3 separate regions of the Sus scrofa genome follow, and all the other regions are linked to region 1. The links are chromatin contacts, called in public HiChIP or PLAC-seq and promoter capture Hi-C maps. All regions are on one chromosome and are shown on one strand. The core of a region is the stretch at or near the end of the contact, and the rest is flanking DNA. Distances in the headings are between cores, read along the strand shown.

Region 1 (3,550 bases), core at 714-3,213:
TCTGAGCAGCTGTTTGGCTGGGTGGTGGTAAAAGGAATATAATTTAGAGCATAGTGGATGCTGGATGGTACCTGTGGGGGTAGGGGGTGGGAATAAAAGGCAGATTGCTGGCAGGCTTTTTATGCAGTGGGGTTCACTTTTTTGCCTTTGCCTGCCTGAAGAGGACTACATTTCCTGGCTTTAGAGGGAACAGTGAGGCTGACTCAGAGTAGCCTGAAGCTAGCTCATCCCTCAGTTGTGGCAGGTTCTGCAGGGGCAGCCCTAACTAGGCTGTGAGTACCCAGGGATTGGGCACAGCATCAGTGCCTTCAGAGGGTGGGAGACGGCTGGTGGCAGGGTTTGCAGAGTATCTTACACTACCTGTACTTTCTCCATTTGTCACCTGAGTTAGAAGATCTAACCAGTGCCTCAGAGAGAACTAATGAGGGCTTTGGAACATGAAGAGGTAGAGGAAGGAAGGGATGGTCTATGCTTTAGTTACCCAAGTTTGGTCCTTTTAAGGGGAGGAGCCTGGGGAAAACATTCTCTGGAAATGTACTAAGGGAGAACTAAAGAGCTTCTGTGGGAGTTCTTTTGTCAGGGGAAGTCAGGAGGAGGCAGAGACCAAGTCTAGGCTCATGAGAGGAGAATATGTGCTATTTGGATATAGGACTGAAGAGTGCATGATGCAGATGGCTAGGTGGTCAGCTCTGCTCAGACTTGATACAAGGGGGAGAGCAAAGTGCCTGGGCTATTGCCTGGTGGCTAGCAGAGGCCATGCAGGGGTCCTCCCAAGCGGGCGGGAGGTGGCAGTGCTTGTTGGCAGCTGCCTGAAATAAAGCCTGGGAGGCCACTGGCCTACAGCCCCAGTCACAGGCCAGCTATTTTAACACTACAGAGGTGCTAAAGCTCCTAAGGCACATTTAGAACTCGGATGTGAGGCTATGGAGTTCCCTAACCAAGCTAAAGGAAGTAAGCAGAGAACCAGATGAGGAAAGGGTATGGGAGTTCCTGTCGTGACTCAGCAGTTAACGAACCTGACTAGTATCCATGAGGACATGAGTTCAATCCCTGGCCTCCCTCAGTGGGTTAAGGATCCGGCGTTGCTGTGGCTGTGGTGTAGGCTGGCAGCTGTAGTTTTGATTTGACCCCTAGCCTGGGAACCTCCACATGCCATGGGTGCGGCCCTAAAAAAAGAAGGAAAAAAAAATTTGGAAAGAGTAGCTCCAGACAACAGTTTCCTGGATGAAGCTGATCATCTTCAGCTTCTGAGAAGCAGAGGCTGTCTGTCTCTGAAAGCACTGGCCCGTCCTTGTCTCAGGGAATGACACAAGTGCATAGTTCACTTGCCTGAAGCACCTAAAGGATTTGGTCATGTTCCTGATATTCATCAGCAAAACAGCTGCCAAACCTCCAGCCCAGCTCTGAGTGCCTCTGAGGGGTCAGCTACCCATTCTTCTGGTTGGTCTAGAACCCTATGGATGAAGTTCAATTTTCCCTGCCTATGGAGAGAATAATGTGAAGCAGAAGGAAAGGCAACCAGCTACAACTGCCGCTTTGTGGCCAGTCTGTCCTTGGCTAGTACAGTAGGGGGATCCATAAAAAGAAGATTCACCTCCCAAACATCAATCCTCCGTGTGAGGAGCACCAAGGTAGCTTTTGGCCCATACCATCTTGTGGCGAAACTTATGAGCATAGTTGCCCCCTCCCCCACTCTTTCTACTGCAAGATCGGCCTCTCAGGAGGGCGAGATTTTATGTTTGGGGCCCTAAGAGAGTGCTTTGTTGTTTGTTGATCCTCAGTAATACAAGCTGAAGATTGAACCTGTCTTCAAGGAACAAACAATTGACTTGGGGGTTACCTAGAATGTGTTAAACTGGAACAGCAGACTAGCCTCGCCCAGCCGCGTCTAGGGCACTGAGGGAGGAGCGTGGAAGGCGGGCGTCCCCCAGTTGGTTCCAGGAAGGCGGGGCCTTGGTTTTGTTCACTTGGCGTCCTCAGACCTTAGCAAGGAGCCGTGCTTCATAAACGCTGGATGGGTGAATGATCACCCCCCCAACTCCCTCTTCCCCGCCTCCTCCTCACCCCCCTAAAAATCCCAGAGCACAGGGATGGACCGCTGGAGGCAGGAAGCTGATATTTGCGTTGTCTGGAGATTCCCTAAGCCTCAGATGTGAGACGGGAGCAAGTGGACCTGCCTTGCTCGGTTCCCAGGTCTGTTGCGAAGCCTCAGTGAGAGAAAATGGCAGTAATTAGGGTGGTACGAATGCCAGACTTCTACTGCCATGCTGCGCTTCCCAAACTAATTCAAACGGTCCTCTGAGGTGCCATTTTTTGGGACCAGACTGGCTCTCTACCACGGGCCTCTAGGCCGACTTACCCCCTTCACTGCTAGGGTCGGACAGTCGTGGTGCTCTCCACAACCCAGAAGCTAAGGGGCTGTTGACTTCATCCTCTGCAACCCAGTAGTTTGTGGGAAGCAGGAAGGTACCTGGTGGGCTCGGCTCCTAACGGCCACAGGCCAAGGCGCGTGTTTGTCGCCACGGATACGGGTGCGGCAGGCCTCCGCCCTTTGGGTCCCGCACGCACGCGCCCACGGCCACGTTCTGCCTCGAGAGGGGGCGGAGCGAGCGTGCGCGGCGGGCGCGCAGGCTCCGCGACGCAGCCCCGAGCCGCGTGCGCGAATCGGCTTCCGAGGCTGGGGGCCGCTGAGGTGAGGGCCGGGCGGGGGAGGTATCCCCGCCCGGGCGGCCCCACGCGCGCCCAGGGCCTGGCACCTCCGCCTGGGCGCGAGCTCAGGGCCTTCCGTGTCCCCACCGTGATCCTTGCGGCCCAGCATTTCTTTGCATCTCGTCTCTCCCACAGCTGGCCCTGGTCGGGTCCAAGGGCCCAAACGCGACCTTGGATCAGCCTACTATCCCCGGCTGCTCTCCATCTTAGCTTCGGGTGCAGGGCAGGCCCAGAGGCTGGGGAGCTGGGGGCGGGCGAGGGGGTAGGGGGCTCGATGACGAAGGCCAGAACCGCGCTTTAACTCCGCCCCCTTCTCCCTAGGCTGCGGCTCACCGCGGCGTTGTAAACTTTAGCTTCCTATAAGTTGCGGAGGTGCCTGGGGCCTCCAGAAGTTGTGGCTGAAAAGAAGAGGGCTGGGTAAATAGGTGAGGCGAGGGTGAGCGGGGTCTGGAAGCCCAGAGTAAAGAGTGGACGCGACGACCCTTCCACCCCGCGAGGCCTCTCGGACCCCAAGTATTCCTGCTCCCGGCAGACACCGAAGTTTTGCCTGCGGCGGGCCCTTTAAGGACCGGGCCGACAGCCACGGCGTTCGTGAGCGACCTCAGGAAGCCAACGCTGGCAGCCCTCCCAGACGCTTACCTAGTGCCTCCTGACCCTAGCAGAAACTGAGGCCCGAGAAGGGTCAAGGCCTGCCTAGGGGCAGCGGAAGGGGCTGTATCAGGCCAGGATCGGTGGCTGGAGCCTTCCAGGAAGAGGGCTCTCCAAGAATAGGGGCATGAGCAGGGCTCTAGTGAAGAGCTGACATTTGTGAGGCGGAGTTTGGCTTTTGATTTCCCAGAGG
Region 2 (3,550 bases), core at 589-3,088, 1.1 Mb before region 1:
AAAAAATCACCCTAACTCATCCTTAATTCCTCCCTTGTTTCTGCCTCTGACACACATCCAAATTTTCCTGTTTTTCAATTTCATATTCACTTTATTTCTACTTGGGAACAGTGCTAATGTCCCAGCCCTTGTTCATGCTTTGCATTCTGTAACAACTCCTGTGCTCCTCCCAGCTGAATTCAGGACAAACTCCTGTACCTGATGAGGCTATCCTTGGACACACAGGCCTGGGACAGCTTCCCTAAGTTCCTAAATGGGCCAGAGCACTGATTCACAACCCAGGCTGCACATTAGAATGATCTGTCTTTAAAAATCGCTGATAACACTCTCGTGATCGATTCAACAGGTCTCAGGTAGGATTCAAGCATAGAGGTTTGGAGGACTGTAAAAGCATACTAAGTGTATAGCCAGGGGGGAGAGCAACCTCTTATTGCTGGTGGTTCCTGGAGGGCAGAAGCATCAGCTGGTGTGTGGACGCTCCTATTTTTTTTTTTAAGGGCCGCACCCACGGCATAGGGAAGTTCCTGGGCTAGGGGTCTAATTTGAGCTGCAGCTGCCGGCCTACACTACAGCCACAGCAATGCAGGATCTAGGCCACATCTTCGACGTATACCACAGCTCATGGCAATGCCGGATCCTTAACCCACTGAGCAAGACCAGGGATCGAACCCATGTCCTCATGGATACTAGTCAGATGAGATACCGCTGAGCCACAAGGAGAACTTCAACAAAAACTCTTGCTTGCAGGGGGCCTACCCAAGGGTCTAACTTTTTCAAGGCCTTCTCCCATTGTCGGGTAAATTCTCTTCACCCCAGGAATTCTGGAGGGGGACTTGGTGAGTGAATCTTTGTAAGGGGCAGGTGTGGGAATATGAACTCAAAGACTGGTGGGTACAAAGCCTTTTTCAAGAAGGATCAAGGCACTTTTTAAACTTGAAAGCAGCACCTTGTTATTCACAGGCAACCACTGCTGCCTATGTCCCATATGCAGGTGGCACGCTTGTAAGATATCAAGGTTATAACCCATCTGCCTGCACTGTCTTAGGCTATTTGGCAAAAGTAAACTACCTGGTCTGTGGTCCCCACTGACCCCCTCCGTAGCAACTTGGCCTTCAGCTTGGCCACCCGTTTCACTCTCGCCAATGCCCCGGGCGCTACTCACGTGCGCACTGCAGGCCCTTGCGCACGACGCCCCAGATGAAGTCACCACAGAGGTCGCACCACGTGTGCGTGGCGGGCCCCGCAGGCTGGAAGCGGTGGCCTCGGCCCGGGACCAGCTGCCTTGCGTTGTTGCGCGCTGTGCCCGGAGCAATGCGCAGCGCGTTGGCACGCTCCAGCCGGGTGCGGACCGGGGCGGCGCACCGAGCGGGTGCCAGTTCCCGCAGCTCAATGAGCTCGGGCTCAGCGGACATGTCCCGGTCCGGCCGGGACTCCTGCTGGCTCTGGGCGCCGAGCGAGCTCCCGACGGGCGGGGCCGCGGGGCGGGCCCCCGATGCGGCGCCGCCTCCGGGGTTCAGGCAGAGCGGCGGGAGAGCAAAAGAGCGCGGCGCCAGGGATACCCAGCACCCAGGCTGCGTCTGCCCTCCCGCAGGAGAAGTGGAGCCCGGAGGGCGCTGCACGGGTGCTGCTGTCGCGGAGTCCCCGCCCTCCTACCTCCCTTCATCCCTCGAGCTACTCCCCTCCCCCTAACAACCACGACGACCACGCGGAAAACAGGCGTCTTTATGGAAACCAGCTTTACTTTACTTACTGAAGGAAGAGGGTCCCCACATCCGGTTCTCACCCCCACAACCCCGCCCAGGGCCTCTCTCCCCAGCTTGCTGAGGCTGCACCCTAAGCCGGGTGGGGCAGGAAGTGGGGATGGCTTTGCTGGGGAAGATGGGTCAGCAGCACTTCCCTCCTGCTGTCTTCCTCATCTGGGAGGCTGGGGCACTTGCAGAGGCCAGGCCGAGATCCAGAGGTTCAGGGGTACACTCTAGTGGATTGTATGGCATGGTGGTTGGCCCTCAGCAGCTGCATCCTTCACTTGGCTCTGTCACCTTGGGCTGCCACAACACAAGACTTTCCATGTTTTTCCCAGTGCTTGACTTGGCACTCCCTGCAGGCAAGTGGGCCAGTAAAGATTCAGTGTTTGTGAGGGGTATGGAAGTGGGATTTAGGGATCCAAGATCCTAGGATACCCTCACCTGCAGCAGTACCACTCATTCTGGCATCGTGAGCAGCGCTTGGAGGCCTCTGCACTGCAGTAAGCACAGCGGGGTCGCTCTGGAGCCACTGCCTCCAGCACGTCCAGTCTGTAGGTCTCAGCCCACCTGGGAAAAGGGTCAGAAGGACTTGACTGGACCTGTGGGTGGGGGGACAGGAGCAGCCCTGCCCACATCCATGCCTTCTGCATCTCTTCCACCCCTTCCAGCAGGCCTCACCTTTGTGCTTGCAGCCTCAGGTCCTGCTCTGAGGTGCTGAATATATGCTGCAGCTGGTGCTTGGCAATAGCCTGCCACTTGCCTTTGTTCTCTTGCTCTAGCCGCTCCCAGATTTCTGGGATCTGGGGAAGAGAAATGGAGAGTAGCAGGGAGGAGCTGGCAAAGTGGGCAGTGGTCCCGAGCAACTAACTTTCTAGTGCCTACCTGTTCCAACACCAGGTCTTTCTTAGGGGGCTGGGCTTCGGCCAGGGCCAGGTGGGCTAGGAAACCCTGCAGGTCTGCCAGGTTGGGCATCTGGTCCAGCAGCGTGTCTGTGAGGAATGCCTGAAGCTGCAAGGGTTTCCAGGGAGGCCAGTGTGAAGCAGTGCTGACCAGAAGGTCAAGGAACAGAGAGACCCTGGGCTGGGTTGGACTAAGGATGCCCGTGGGACCCACATCCCATTAGCTTCTGTGTGTGTCACCTGAGGCCCAAGTTCTGGAGAGAGGCCTAGGGTTGAGGCAGGTGGGTAAAAATAAACAGGGGTGGGGTGGGGCAGGGCTAGGGGGCTGTGGGGCTGATATGGGAGGAGTTCCTACCTTGAGTAGCTGTCCTTTAGCAAAGCTGGTGAGGCAATAGTGGGCTCGGGCCTCGGGGCTTAGCAGCAGGTTGTACAGGGCAATCCACACCTGCCCATCCAACTTGCTCAGTTTTTGCTGCTCTGATGGGGGCACTGTCTGCCAACGGCCACTCTCAAATTGCTGCAGCTTGCCTGGGGAGAGGAACCAGCATACTGGGTACAAACATCGCATGCTCTTTGAGTGAGCCAGCTGCGTGGGCTGGGAGACTGACCACTGCCTGGGCACAGGACTTGCCCAGGCTGGGGTGCTGCTTGCTTTAGAGCAGGGTGAGTTCTTTGCCTGCTGCAGAGAACAGGCCTAGGTCCAATTTGTTTTTTTTTGGGGGGGATGTACCTATGGCATGCAGAAGTTCCCAGACCAGGGATCAAACTTGCGCTACAGCAGTGACCAGAGCCACAGTAGTGAAAATGCCATATATATATATTTTTTAATACTTTTTTTCCTTTTTATGGCCATACCTGTGGCCTATGGAAGCTCCCAGGCTAGGGGTTGAATCAGAGCTGTAGCTG
Region 3 (3,550 bases), core at 603-3,102, 1.0 Mb before region 1:
AGAGGGTATAGATTAGCGTTTGGAAGCTGCGGTGGCCCCAACCACCTCTTAAGGATCCCAGGTCTCCTCCTCTGTCCCTCCCTCACAGGAGAAAAAGGACCACCAGGTTGATTCTGGTTCCCACAGGCCCAGTGTCTAGGATTCTGAGACAAGCCCAGTGTTAAGTGTATCTCACTCTCTATTAGCCCTTCATGCAGCTCCAAAGGAGGCAGGGCATTTCTGGAGACTGAAGTGGCCTGAGTGGTGATAAAGGGAACTTTTACTCCCTAATTTTGCAAAGCACTTCCTGCAGCCTAGACACCTAAATGCTGATCTCAAGGCCCCAAACTGGACTTTCTCTTTCTGAATTTACCCAACATCTGACTGTAGGCTGCCAGCCAATGTACAGGAAGCACCTCAACAGATGGAATGTGACTTCATCAGTAAATACGCTCTTAACAAGGTTTGGAAGATCCCACGGTACCTTCTCCGCTCTGCATCTTGAGGGTCTGTGCCTGGGAGGCTGATGGTGATGGAGGATGGTGCGCCCACATCATAGCGCTTCACTGTCTTCTGGCATATCTTTACCTTCACCAGGAGGCCATGTACCAAGTTTGCCAACAGCCCCACCACAGGCTGCAGGATCTCAGGGAAGAAGGTGGCGAAAGCAAAGTGGTCGGCCATGTCTCCTCGGCCTCGGCTATGGCGCTGGTAGAAGCGAAGATACACCCAACTGGAGAGCAGCCCAAAGCCATAGGAGGCCAGCGCTGGGCTCTGGAGTAGTGTGGCCAGCCGCAGCAGCAACAGCAGCCCCAACAGCAGCATGGGCACCACACTGACACGAACCTGGGGCACTCGGAGCACCACACAGTCCCCCATGGTTTGCTTGAGTGCCACCAAGACACCACCTAGGAAGCCCAGGGAGCCGTGGATGCGGATAGTAAAAAGGTACACCAAGTTGAAGGAAGCCATGTAGGTGAGGAGGTAGGCGAAGGCCCCCAGCAGCCCCACAGATACGTTCACCACTGAGAAGAAGATGAGCAGCTCCAAGGCCCCCCAGAGGGGCTCCAGCAAACGTCCAGCTACCACCACTGTGGCCAGGCTAATGGCCACATCCCACACATGCTGTTCCATCAGCCCATGGGTGGCCAGGGTCCAGATCCAGAAGTTGGGTGGAAAGAGATAGCCTGGGGTGACAGCCAGGCAGCTCGTGTCCACGGCAAAGGACAGCAGGTAGAGGAATAGTACAGCAACGCACAGAGCCTTCACCACCACGCTGGCGCTGGCCAGGATGGCCCCCAAGTGTTGGCGGGCGCCCGGTAAGGCGCGCTGCATCTTCCCAGCTGGCTTCGGCCTGAGGGAAGGGTTTAGTGGGCTAGGGGCCTCCCCGGGGCCTCGTCCAAGTCCGGCCCCGACGGGAGGCCCGGGCCCGGCCTAGTCAATGGCCTATGGCCCGGGTGAAATCTCCACTTCCGGTCAGGTCGACTCCGGTCATAAACGGCAGAGCCGGGCCTGGTCGCCGGACCGGGGACTAGGCCCTTAGCAGGGGATCTGAGGGAAGGCCCTGGGTAGCTTCTGCACGCCCGCCTGGTCTCCCTGCAGGCCCCACGCCACACCAACGGGTCTGGACGTGATCTTAGGGCTCGATCTCCTCCATCCACTCTGGGATCCTACGGTCCGCGCGGCACTGGAGCCTAGTTCTGGGCCGGAGTCAAGTCTGATCAGTCCCGCCTCGGCCTGGGTCTCGGTTTCGACTCTACCTCCTCCCTTCTCAAGCGCCGACAAACAGGGGCGCTGCGCCTGCGCGCCCCGGGCGGCGGCAGGATGCCCTCTGAGCGTCGGCCTTGCGGCTCCACTGCATGCTGGGATAAGGAGTCCTGGGCCGGAGCCGGAACCAGCGGAAATCAGGATTCCGGGTAGAACACGTCCCAGGAGGCTGTGCGTCGGGCTGTTCCTGTTGGTGGTGAGAAAAGCGTGTGCTTGGGAGTTGTAGTTCCCAGGACCGTTTCTGCCAGATCTCTGGACGTGGGGGAAGGTGCACTAGCGTCGCTAACCTTGAGAGAGCGGCGAATACCAGCGGCAGCACAACCTCAGGTCACACACTTGATGAATTTCCCATGAGGAGTGGCTCAGTGTATGCCTGTACACCTGGGTGGGTGTCTCCTTGCGGGCAGGTATGTGGGTAAGAATGTTGGATGATCCAGTGGGCGCGAACTCCAGGAATTAAGGCGGTCTGCTGTATGCCTGATTCAGGTTGGAATTCTTGCTTTGCTCTTTGGCGGCTGTGTGACATTGGCCAAATTCCTGAACTTTGTTGAAGATCAGTTTCATGGACAGGAAAATGGAGATGATGACTGTACTTACTGTGAGGATCCAAGGGGACTGGGCTGTAAAATGCCAGTCTACTCTGGGCGCTCAGTGAGGGTGTTGCCCTGGCTGCCCTTGTTACAAATGAGGTGGAGCCAGTACTTGAACTAAGGCCTCCAGTCCCCAAATGGGTGATGTTGGGCCACTCTCAGTGGCTCTCCTCCCCACCACAGACAATCGCTGACCATCATGAAGAGAGGTCTCTCCACAAACTTGAGTCAGGCTGGCCTGGGGCCCCCACTTCAGTGCAATGGTGGCTTCAGGCAGGTTGTGTCCTGTGCAAATTGATTTTTTTTTTTTTATATTGAGTTACATTTTAAACAGTTGTAAAATAAAGTACATTTATGAAGTGCAGAATCCCTTCCTTTCCACCACTGATCTCAGTTCAGCTGCCATTGTGCATAGCCTACCAGGTTACAAAAGGTGTTGCTGTCCTTTATCTTTGGCATCCCACTGGATGCTGCCCCAGTGTAGGATTGCCAGATTGAGCAAATCAAGAGGGCACTCAGTTAAATTTGAATTTCAGGTAAACAATTTTTTCAGTATAAGCGCGACCCCAGTTTTTAGCATTGCTTTGTCCCATGCAGTGTTGGTAACATACTAAATATTTGTTGATTATCTGAAATAACAAATTTGACTGGATGTTTAGTATTTTATATGACAAGTCTACTCCAGGATTTTTGGGACTGCTGCAGAGCATGGGAGCTGTCCAGAGGTTGCTAGTTAGGCTTTGCTCTGTGGCCTGCTCTTGTGGAGTGAGGAAAGGTGTCTTCACTAAGGCCTGGAATGCCATCTTTCATTTATTTACCATCCAAGTTCCCCCAGCCATAGGCCACTTCCTTTCTGAAAACTTTACTGGTTTCTTGCTCTTCTCATCTGGGAGAAAAGATTTCTCCTGTCTCAGTTTGTTCATCTGGGATATGGGGATAAACTAGTATCCAACTCTTAGGTTGTGGTGAGGACTTAGCTGGGTGAGTGCAGAGTTTGGAGGGTGTATTCTAAGAGAGTAAGTGTCAGTAGCACTGGGAAACCTCTGCACTGGTGGCTATAAGTCTTTCCCCTTGAAAAGAACTTGAAGGTCACACAGAAGAGAGCTATTAAGAGAGCTGGCTTTAAAATGGACAAGGGTTAAAAAACAAAACAAAACAAAAAAAAACGGACAAGGGTATAGCGCTTTCCAGAGGAGGTCCGAAAGGATTTGCAG

What was found. Promoter capture Hi-C pulls out the DNA fragments that hold promoters and counts their contacts. HiChIP or PLAC-seq counts read pairs in DNA pulled down with a chosen protein or histone mark.
Region 2: an H3K27ac HiChIP or PLAC-seq map of alveolar macrophages shows a contact between it and region 1. The contact joins the promoter of RASSF1 here to the promoter of TEX264 in region 1. A contact is called at or near these places in 2 of 2 datasets of contacts at active chromatin or transcription factors (alveolar macrophages and skeletal muscle).
Region 3: a promoter capture Hi-C map of fetal skeletal muscle shows a contact between it and region 1, with 4 times the contacts expected there. The contact joins the promoter of TMEM115 here to the promoter of TEX264 in region 1. A contact is called at or near these places in 1 of 5 promoter capture datasets (fetal skeletal muscle) and 1 of 2 datasets of contacts at active chromatin or transcription factors (skeletal muscle).

Annotation. Positions count from the first base shown.
Region 1 is chr13:33,890,594-33,894,143 of Sscrofa11.1, forward strand. TEX264 (testis-expressed protein 264) reads left to right here and starts at 1,964. Exons shown (of 5, transcript XM_021068863.1): 1 at 1,964-2,193.
Region 2 is chr13:32,823,648-32,827,197 of Sscrofa11.1, forward strand. It overlaps RASSF1 (ras association domain-containing protein 1), which reads right to left and starts at 1,839. Exons shown (of 6, transcript XM_021068824.1): 1 at 1,751-1,839. The coding sequence starts at 1,772. ZMYND10 (zinc finger MYND domain-containing protein 10) reads right to left here. Exons shown (of 12, transcript XM_021068822.1): 8 at 3,000-3,172; 9 at 2,628-2,753; 10 at 2,424-2,545; 11 at 2,187-2,312; 12 at 1,751-2,098. The coding sequence ends at 2,023.
Region 3 is chr13:32,841,070-32,844,619 of Sscrofa11.1, forward strand. TMEM115 (transmembrane protein 115) reads right to left here and starts at 1,853. Exons shown (of 2, transcript XM_003132227.6): 1 at 464-1,853. The coding sequence starts at 1,314.